Linked DNA regions of Athene noctua: region 2 is linked to region 1. Evidence: chromatin contacts called from public Hi-C data. All regions are on one chromosome and are shown on one strand. Each heading gives the region's core, a stretch centred on a gene start, on an enhancer-like site or on the middle of the called end of the contact. The rest is flanking DNA. Distances are from core to core; before and after follow the strand shown.

The links. A called contact is a pair of places that touch in the nucleus more often than the background predicts.
Region 2: a contact with region 1 is called in a Hi-C map of heart, with 3 times the contacts expected there. The contact joins the promoter of CBR4 here to the promoter of LOC141960370 in region 1. A contact is called at or near these places in 2 of 2 Hi-C or Micro-C datasets (heart and liver).

What each region holds. Positions count from the first base shown.
Region 1 is chr4:72,685,923-72,689,443 of bAthNoc1.hap1.1, reverse strand. It overlaps LOC141960370, which reads right to left and starts at 2,013. Exons shown (of 8, transcript XM_074905730.1): 1 at 1,274-2,013. The coding sequence starts at 1,813.
Region 2 is chr4:72,993,363-72,996,883 of bAthNoc1.hap1.1, reverse strand. It overlaps CBR4 (carbonyl reductase 4), which reads left to right and starts at 1,876. Exons shown (of 6, transcript XM_074904070.1): 1 at 1,876-1,981.

The DNA of each region.
Region 1 (3,521 bases), core at 764-3,263:
CTAAGCATCACTTAACGCTTTCCTGGATCAGCAACACAAACTTTCTTTTGCTATTTCTCTCTCAAATTAATGTTTTCAGGCTCACCTGCAATACATACTGCTATAATGACTACAGTGTTACTTTACAGTTAAAACGTTTTTTCCCCTCACCCTTGTTACTAACCTCTTCCCTCACACACACCTCTCACAATTAAGTTTTAATGCTGCTATTCCAGTTTGACAAGCAACTGTGTGGTACTAATTTCTTTATGCCTCACACTGATAAAATAGAAAGCTGTCCATAACTCAGTTATTCCTGCTTGGTTTTAAACTAAGGTTATCAAAGTTTTTATCTCCTTTACCTCACTACAGCATCACTTAATTTTTACATAGAAAGTCTAGTGCAAAGACTGTTTCCCCCTAGTTTCCTGAGTCACACGCAATTGGTGATGGGAGAGACAGGAGGGAAATCAGTTCAAAAGCAGCTTCTGGCTGTAAAGGTCTGTGCTGTACTTAAAACTTTTATACCTATACTCATCATTACTTCCCTGCGGTTGTTTCACTTCCTGCAGAGCAGAACTGCTGCATGACATGCCACTCTACACCCAGTTGGCATAGGGCATGAAAAGCTCATTCTACCCAGCTGGTAACGATTTTGGCAAAACACAACTACTGCTGCTACAACCAGCCAACCAACCATTAGGCTAGGCAGTTGCTTTCTTCATGCAAACAGGAATGCATTTTGATTTTACGTTTATTAAATTATTACTTGCCTAAACCATCTATTTCTAAATACGTAGTTATCTCTGACCCAAATTATCCACGTCATCTCATAGAGCCTATAAACAAAATATCTGTGGGTGGAGGTTTTTTTTGTTAGTAGGACTAGCACCTTCCTGAACTTGGAAAAAAATGGATGCAGACATGCAATAAACTCTTTGCATCAGTGTGTTTTTTTCAGCACAGACTGCAAATCTCTATACTAAAAAAAAAACCCAAAACCAAACAACAAACCATCCTAAATCAAAAAACAACCCCAAACTCTTCAGGTGCTTCGGTAAACTGGGTTCAGATCTGTTGATGCTATAATATCGCCTGGCCCCTTGTATGTGTTGGATGAAGCCCGAGGGCAGCAGGGACAGGCACACAAACAGATCCCGAGTCCCGGCTCACAGCACCACACTACCTCGCTCCCTCCTGCCCGCCACGCTGCGTTGCGGAGTAAGAGCAACCCGGGCGCCTGGGTTCCCCTGAGAGACAGCCCGACCTCCCAGCCGGCCCCCCCCGCGCTTACTTTTTCCTCCTGGTACACCGTGTCTATGAGGTTGACTGAGTGGAAGATGCCTTGGTGGTCCTCGGAGATGCACTGCCCGCAGCCCGCCTGCCGGCACATGCGGCAGTAGAGCTGCACCAGCCGGCTCGGATGCTTCTGGCAGGTTCCTCCGAGCACCAGCGGGGAGAACAGGCCAGTCCCCTGGGCCTGCTCTGCCTCCCCCGCCTTGGCAGACCCTGCCGTGCCAGACCGGTAGAGCTTGACCACCTCGGCCAGGGTGGTGTTGACGGGCAGCGCGGCGGCCCCGCCGCGGGGCAGCGGGCACAGCTTCCTGCACAGCGGGCACGACACCCGGGCGCCGGCCGCGCCACCGCTCGGCCCCGGCCCCCCCCGGGAGAGGCGGGCCTGCCCCTGGCCCCGCTGCTGCTGCAGGCGGGCGGCCTCGGCCGAGGCCAGGCACTCCAGCACGCAGTCCCGGCAGAAGTTGTGCGAGCAGAGGGGCAGCGTCACCGGCTCCTCGAAGAGGGACAGGCACACGGCGCACGTCAGGCTGGCCTCCATCTGCCACAAGCAGGCGGGCGGCCGAGGCCGCCACTCCTGCTGCCGCCCCGGGAGCGGCTCGCAGGCGGGCCGGCTGGGCGGCCCCGGCTCGTCCCGCTGCCCCGCCGCCTCCAGCCCAGCGGCAGTAGGACCCGCCGCAGAGAAGCCACGACGAGAAAAGCCGAAAACCCCCCAAGCTCCGAAACTCCGACGACCAACTTCCCCGGAAGAGGAACCCGGCAGTGGGGGGCGGGGCAAGGAGAGCCACGTTGGCGATTGGGGAGCGCGCGAGATTGACACCACCGCTTTCCAGTCAGGACAGACGGGAGGGGCGTGAGGCGGTGCCGTGGGGGCGGGGCGTGGAGCGGCCCGTGTGTGAACGGTGGCCCGGAGGCGGCGTGGGGCGGGGCGGAGGCTGCTGGGACACGCCCCCTGCCCGGCCTGCGGGCGGCTGCGCCCCGGGATGTCTGCCGGGCCCTAGCGCCGCCGCCGCCATTTTGTGACAGGTTCTCTGGGTAATTCCCGCCCTGCGTGTAGCCGGGCGGCCTCGGGACCTCGTCCCGTGGGAAACACGGCGTGAACGGGGTGTTTGCAGCTGAGAGAGGTGTTGCTATTCCTGTCTGCGAGGTGTCAGAGTTAAAGCGAAATCCACAGGGCTGAGGTACGGATCTTACAAGGTACCTCTTAACAGTTGCAAAATCGTAACGTAACTGAAGCTTAGGATGTTGTTAATGCTGAAAAATTGGCAATAGTGCTCACCTCATTCTTATTTTTGTTCTTAGTTTATTTTTCCTCCCAGAGCTTCTCCTTCCAAAGTTCTGGCCCAATAGTTACATTATCCACCTGAAATACTTTGAAATGGGTCAAACTCAAGAGGGACTCAACTGAAATTTTAAGTTTATTGTAAATCGGTAGATTTGTAACATAAAGTCAGTATTTGCAAAAAAGCAAGATACACTGAAAATAGCGTTTTCACAGACTGAGGGAAGCAACAGATGCAAGCAGCATAAAAGCAACCATGTATTATTCTGTTTTTATAGTAGTGCTTTCTTTATTCAGACTGAGTTATGCTTGCAGAAAGCACCTATTTTTTAAAAATGCCAAACGCCTGTGTCAAGTGGAGACCTTATAGCTGCAGGAGAAGACCAAAGGGGAGTTGTTTTAGTCACCGTTACCACATTTTCCCTTACGTGTTAGTATACATAAGAGTGACAGAAGGTACAAATACACAGGCTGGAAAGTTTTGTCAATAGGCAGCACAGAATAGACTCAGGATGTTTAAAAGCAGTGTCATGCTTTCCCGTGGAACAAGGACTTGAGGTTGGGCTCTGCTGCCTTTCTTCGTTAAAGTCTGAGTTGTCACCAGATATTGTCAGACTGTGCTTGCTGGTGTTCTGAGGAGCGCTGCATCCTTCAACCTCACCTGGAGGTGCAGTGTTACCTGCTACTCCTGAATTATACCAACTGGGGCATCCTGGAAATACCTCAGTGCTCTAAAGGTCAATATTCAATTAATGATTAAAATCTAAGAGGTGCAAATGGAATTTCAGGGTTTAATCCTCTGGGAATTCTCCGCTCAAAGCTTCATCTTCCAGTGGTTTCCAGTGCGTGGCACTAAATTAAGAATGGTTTGGGATACTTGATTCTAATTTCTTCTTTCATTTCAAATGGAAAAAGGGAAATGCCATTAAGTGTGTGGGCTAAATGAAACGGGAAAAGTGCTCTTTGG
Region 2 (3,521 bases), core at 627-3,126, 310 kb before region 1:
TGAAAACAGGACGAGCTTGTAATACAAATATACTTGCTAAAACAAACTATTTTTGCATAATAGATTTCAAGACTTTTTTTTTTTCTTACAGATGTTCATCTGTTTAGCAATGCCTAAATCTGCTTTTTCTTCTATATGTAAAGAATGATCCATTGAAAAAGAATCCTACATGAATACAGGTAATGTTATTAAAGTCTTTACAGCTCCCCTGGAAACATTTATAATCCGAAATCCTGAATAACAGCCTTCAACTCAAAAGCAAGAACTGTGCAGAGTTACACTTCCACTGAGCTTATAGAAACTCTAGTGTGATTTTGACACTTGTTACCCTGTGGAACTTTTTGATAATATTTTTTCTAAAAAAAATTTCTGAAGTGTACTCTTGTACACAATTGTGGTCAGTTTTATTCTTACTTCTCGGGTGAAAAAATTTATTCAGTGTATGAGACTTGAGTCCACTGAACCCCTCTAGCATATCAGCAGACATGTTAAAACTGTTACTATTAAAACATAGCAGTTATTGTATTAGTTTAACTGCATATCATGAAGCTTATTTTGGTTACTAAACAGGAACTCTCACAGGTGTTTCTGTATTTTGGGTTTCTCTACCTTTAAGTGTTTCTGATTTAACTCTACTGGCATAGTAATACCTCATACGAGATCCTGGGGATTTGGGGGCAAAGAAATGCGAAAATGAAAGAGAGAAAATCCTTATTCATCTGCTTGTATGTGTCTCTATAAAACACATTTTTGTGTGTGAAGGGGGAACCAAGGACAGGACAGAGAGCTCCAGTTCAGTGAGGCAGCTGCTTTGTGCCCCATGTAACTTCTGGCAACGAGTACAGGGGCTAGGCATGAAGCGTCGTACAAGTGGTTAAGACGGATGTTGTCTGGATACAGAGATGTAAAACGTAGCTTAAAACCAGAAAGTGTAAAAGGAAAGCAGATGGGCTTGCCGGCACACGAGCTGTGAGAAGGGAGGAGTGCAGGCGCTGGCCCTGCCGTTGGCGGCGCTGGCCCTGCCGTTGGCGGCGCTGGCCCTGCCGTTGGCGGCGCTGGCCCTGCCGTTGGCGGCGCTGGCCCTGCCGTTGGCGGCGCTGGCCCTGCCGTTGGCGGCGCTGGCCCTGCCGTTGGCGGCGCTGGCCCTGCCGTTGGCGGGCCTCCCTCTCGCCACAGCGCACCGCCCAACGCGCCATGGGGAGCTTCGTCTTGCCCAGGCTGCGGCGCGGGCTCAGCGGGTGCAGCGCGGAGGCCACCAGCAGCAACTACTTCAGTAGACAGGTGTTTACACCGTTTTGTCATCTTGCCCGTGTTCCGTTCAGAACTGAACTGTCATCGCGTGGGGAAGGTAAAAAGCCTCTGTAAGCTCAACAAACACAAAGCTGCTCAGAAACCAGAAGGTGAATTGAAATACCCAGAAAAGCCGCTTTTTTTCGTCGGCCCCCTGTGGCGCACCACCTTCCTCGTTTTCGGGCCGGCGGGAGGCGCTGCCCGCGCTTGGCTCGGGGCGTGAGAGGGCGGGGTGGGGCCGGGACGGACACGACGGACACGGACAGACACACGCGAAGGTCGCGGGCGGCCGCTCTGCCACCGTGGCACCGGCGCCGCGCGGGACTACGCGTCCCGGCGTGCCCCGCGGCGGGCGGGCGGGCTCCCAGCCGGCACCGCGCCCCGCCGGCCGTGCCGCGGGCTCCACCTTCAGCCCGCCGGGAGCGGCACCGCGCCGAGGCGCCCGGCCCCGCAGCCCTGCCTCCCCCTCCCGCCCTCCTGTCGGGTGCGCCGCCCCCGGGGAGGAGCCGCTCGGCGCCGCCGTGGCCACCGGGCAGCCAGGCCGCGGCTCCCCGCCTGCCTCCCTCCCTTGGAGCGCCCCGGGCGGCGCGGGGCCGCGGGCGCCCCCTGGCGGCGATGGGGGGCAGTGGGCTCTGGCGGCGGGCGGGGCCTCGGTCGGGAGGGAGAGAAGTGCCGCCCCGGGCCGGAGGAGGTTGGTGGAGGCCCTCCAAAAAAAAACGGGGGGGAGGGAAAAAAAATGGTTTGTCGAGAGGGGAGAAGGGGTTGTCCTGGAGGGTTGGGGCTGGGGGCGGTGTCCAGAGGCGGCTGAGGGCGCGCAGGTGCGGGCGGTGGCCCGGCCCGGCCCGGCCCGGCCCGGCCCGGCCCGGCTGGCTGCGGCACCCCGAGCCGCCTTTGTTGCCGGGTGTCCTCCAGCGGGTGCGGTGCCGAGCGCCTGAGGCGGTCAGCTGGAGTGCCGCTGCAGCCCTGGCGCTCAGGGATCAAATCGCTGGTTCTGAGAGAAGAGAAAGGCCGTTGAGGACAAAGGTGGCACAGGCACTCGTCTGTGCTGTGTGGCGACCTAGAAGAGCCTGTTGCTCAAAAGATACTTGTTTTTCCCTAACTTTATTTGACCAGGCAATATAGCGTTATTACTCCTACTGCATTTTTTTTTCTCGTAAGTCAGAGCTCCGGAGAATCTGTGTGGCACTCTTGTGCTAAACCACCAGCTGTATCGTGCTGCACTGGAAATAGGCCTTATGCGCCCCCTGTAAATACCTGGGTAATGGACAAGGAACTCCTGCTATTCTTTTTAAGAACAGTAGAATCACTAAGATTTTTTCCCCTTCTCAAAGAGGAAGGGTAGAATGATATGTTTTAAAGAAGTTCTCTTTGCATAGGCAGCTTTTTAGGTCCTGTGTAGCTAAGCACGTTTAGAGTTATTTGGTAAACATATAGAAGTCTGACAGCATTTAGAAACAGTGTAAGACTGTTCCCTTGACATTGCTTAGGGGTAGAGGAGTTAGGCAAGATGACTTCCAGAGATCCCTCTGAATCTATATTATTCCATATTTCAGATACAAAGAGTAGGTATGCTCAGTGCTGGTAAGAACAGAATACGAAGGAGAAAATCCTAGTACAACATTACTGCAACAAGTAGGCAAGAACTTCCAGGAGTTATTGTAGTAATTCATGATAGCAAAGGCAGACAGACTTTGTTTCTAACAGAAAAATCAGTCAAAAAAATATGGGTTGGTTGGTTGCGCCTTCAGTCGGCTAAGACAATAAGAGCAGTAGTTACTAGGCTGCGAGACCTCTCGATTCATCTCTTGCAGTCTAGCTACCTACTGAAGAGTGCCCAAAGGATCAGTCTTTCTGGTGAGTCAGTGGTGCCCATTTTATCACTAAGGAATTGTCTTCATGCAGGACATTTTCTGTGGGTTCTCTTGAAAGGGCCACCACCTGAGATGCAAGGATTTAATCCTCTTCCTGCTTGTAGGAAGTGGATTTCAGTTTGCCAGTGGAAGCAGACACATGGGCTGATTTCAAGCATTTGTGCTTACTTTGTTGCAGAAAAGGACCAGCTGTTCTTTCAGGCCCTGTCAGAGAAGACCAAAATTATTATGCCATTGTATGAGTTGATGGTGTCCTTGTATGCTTAACAGTACATGCTGCTCTGGTTATCACACATCAGAAAGCCTGTAATAGACCTAAGTAATGCACAGGGGAGGGTGGCAGGATTAAGAGCTTGGACA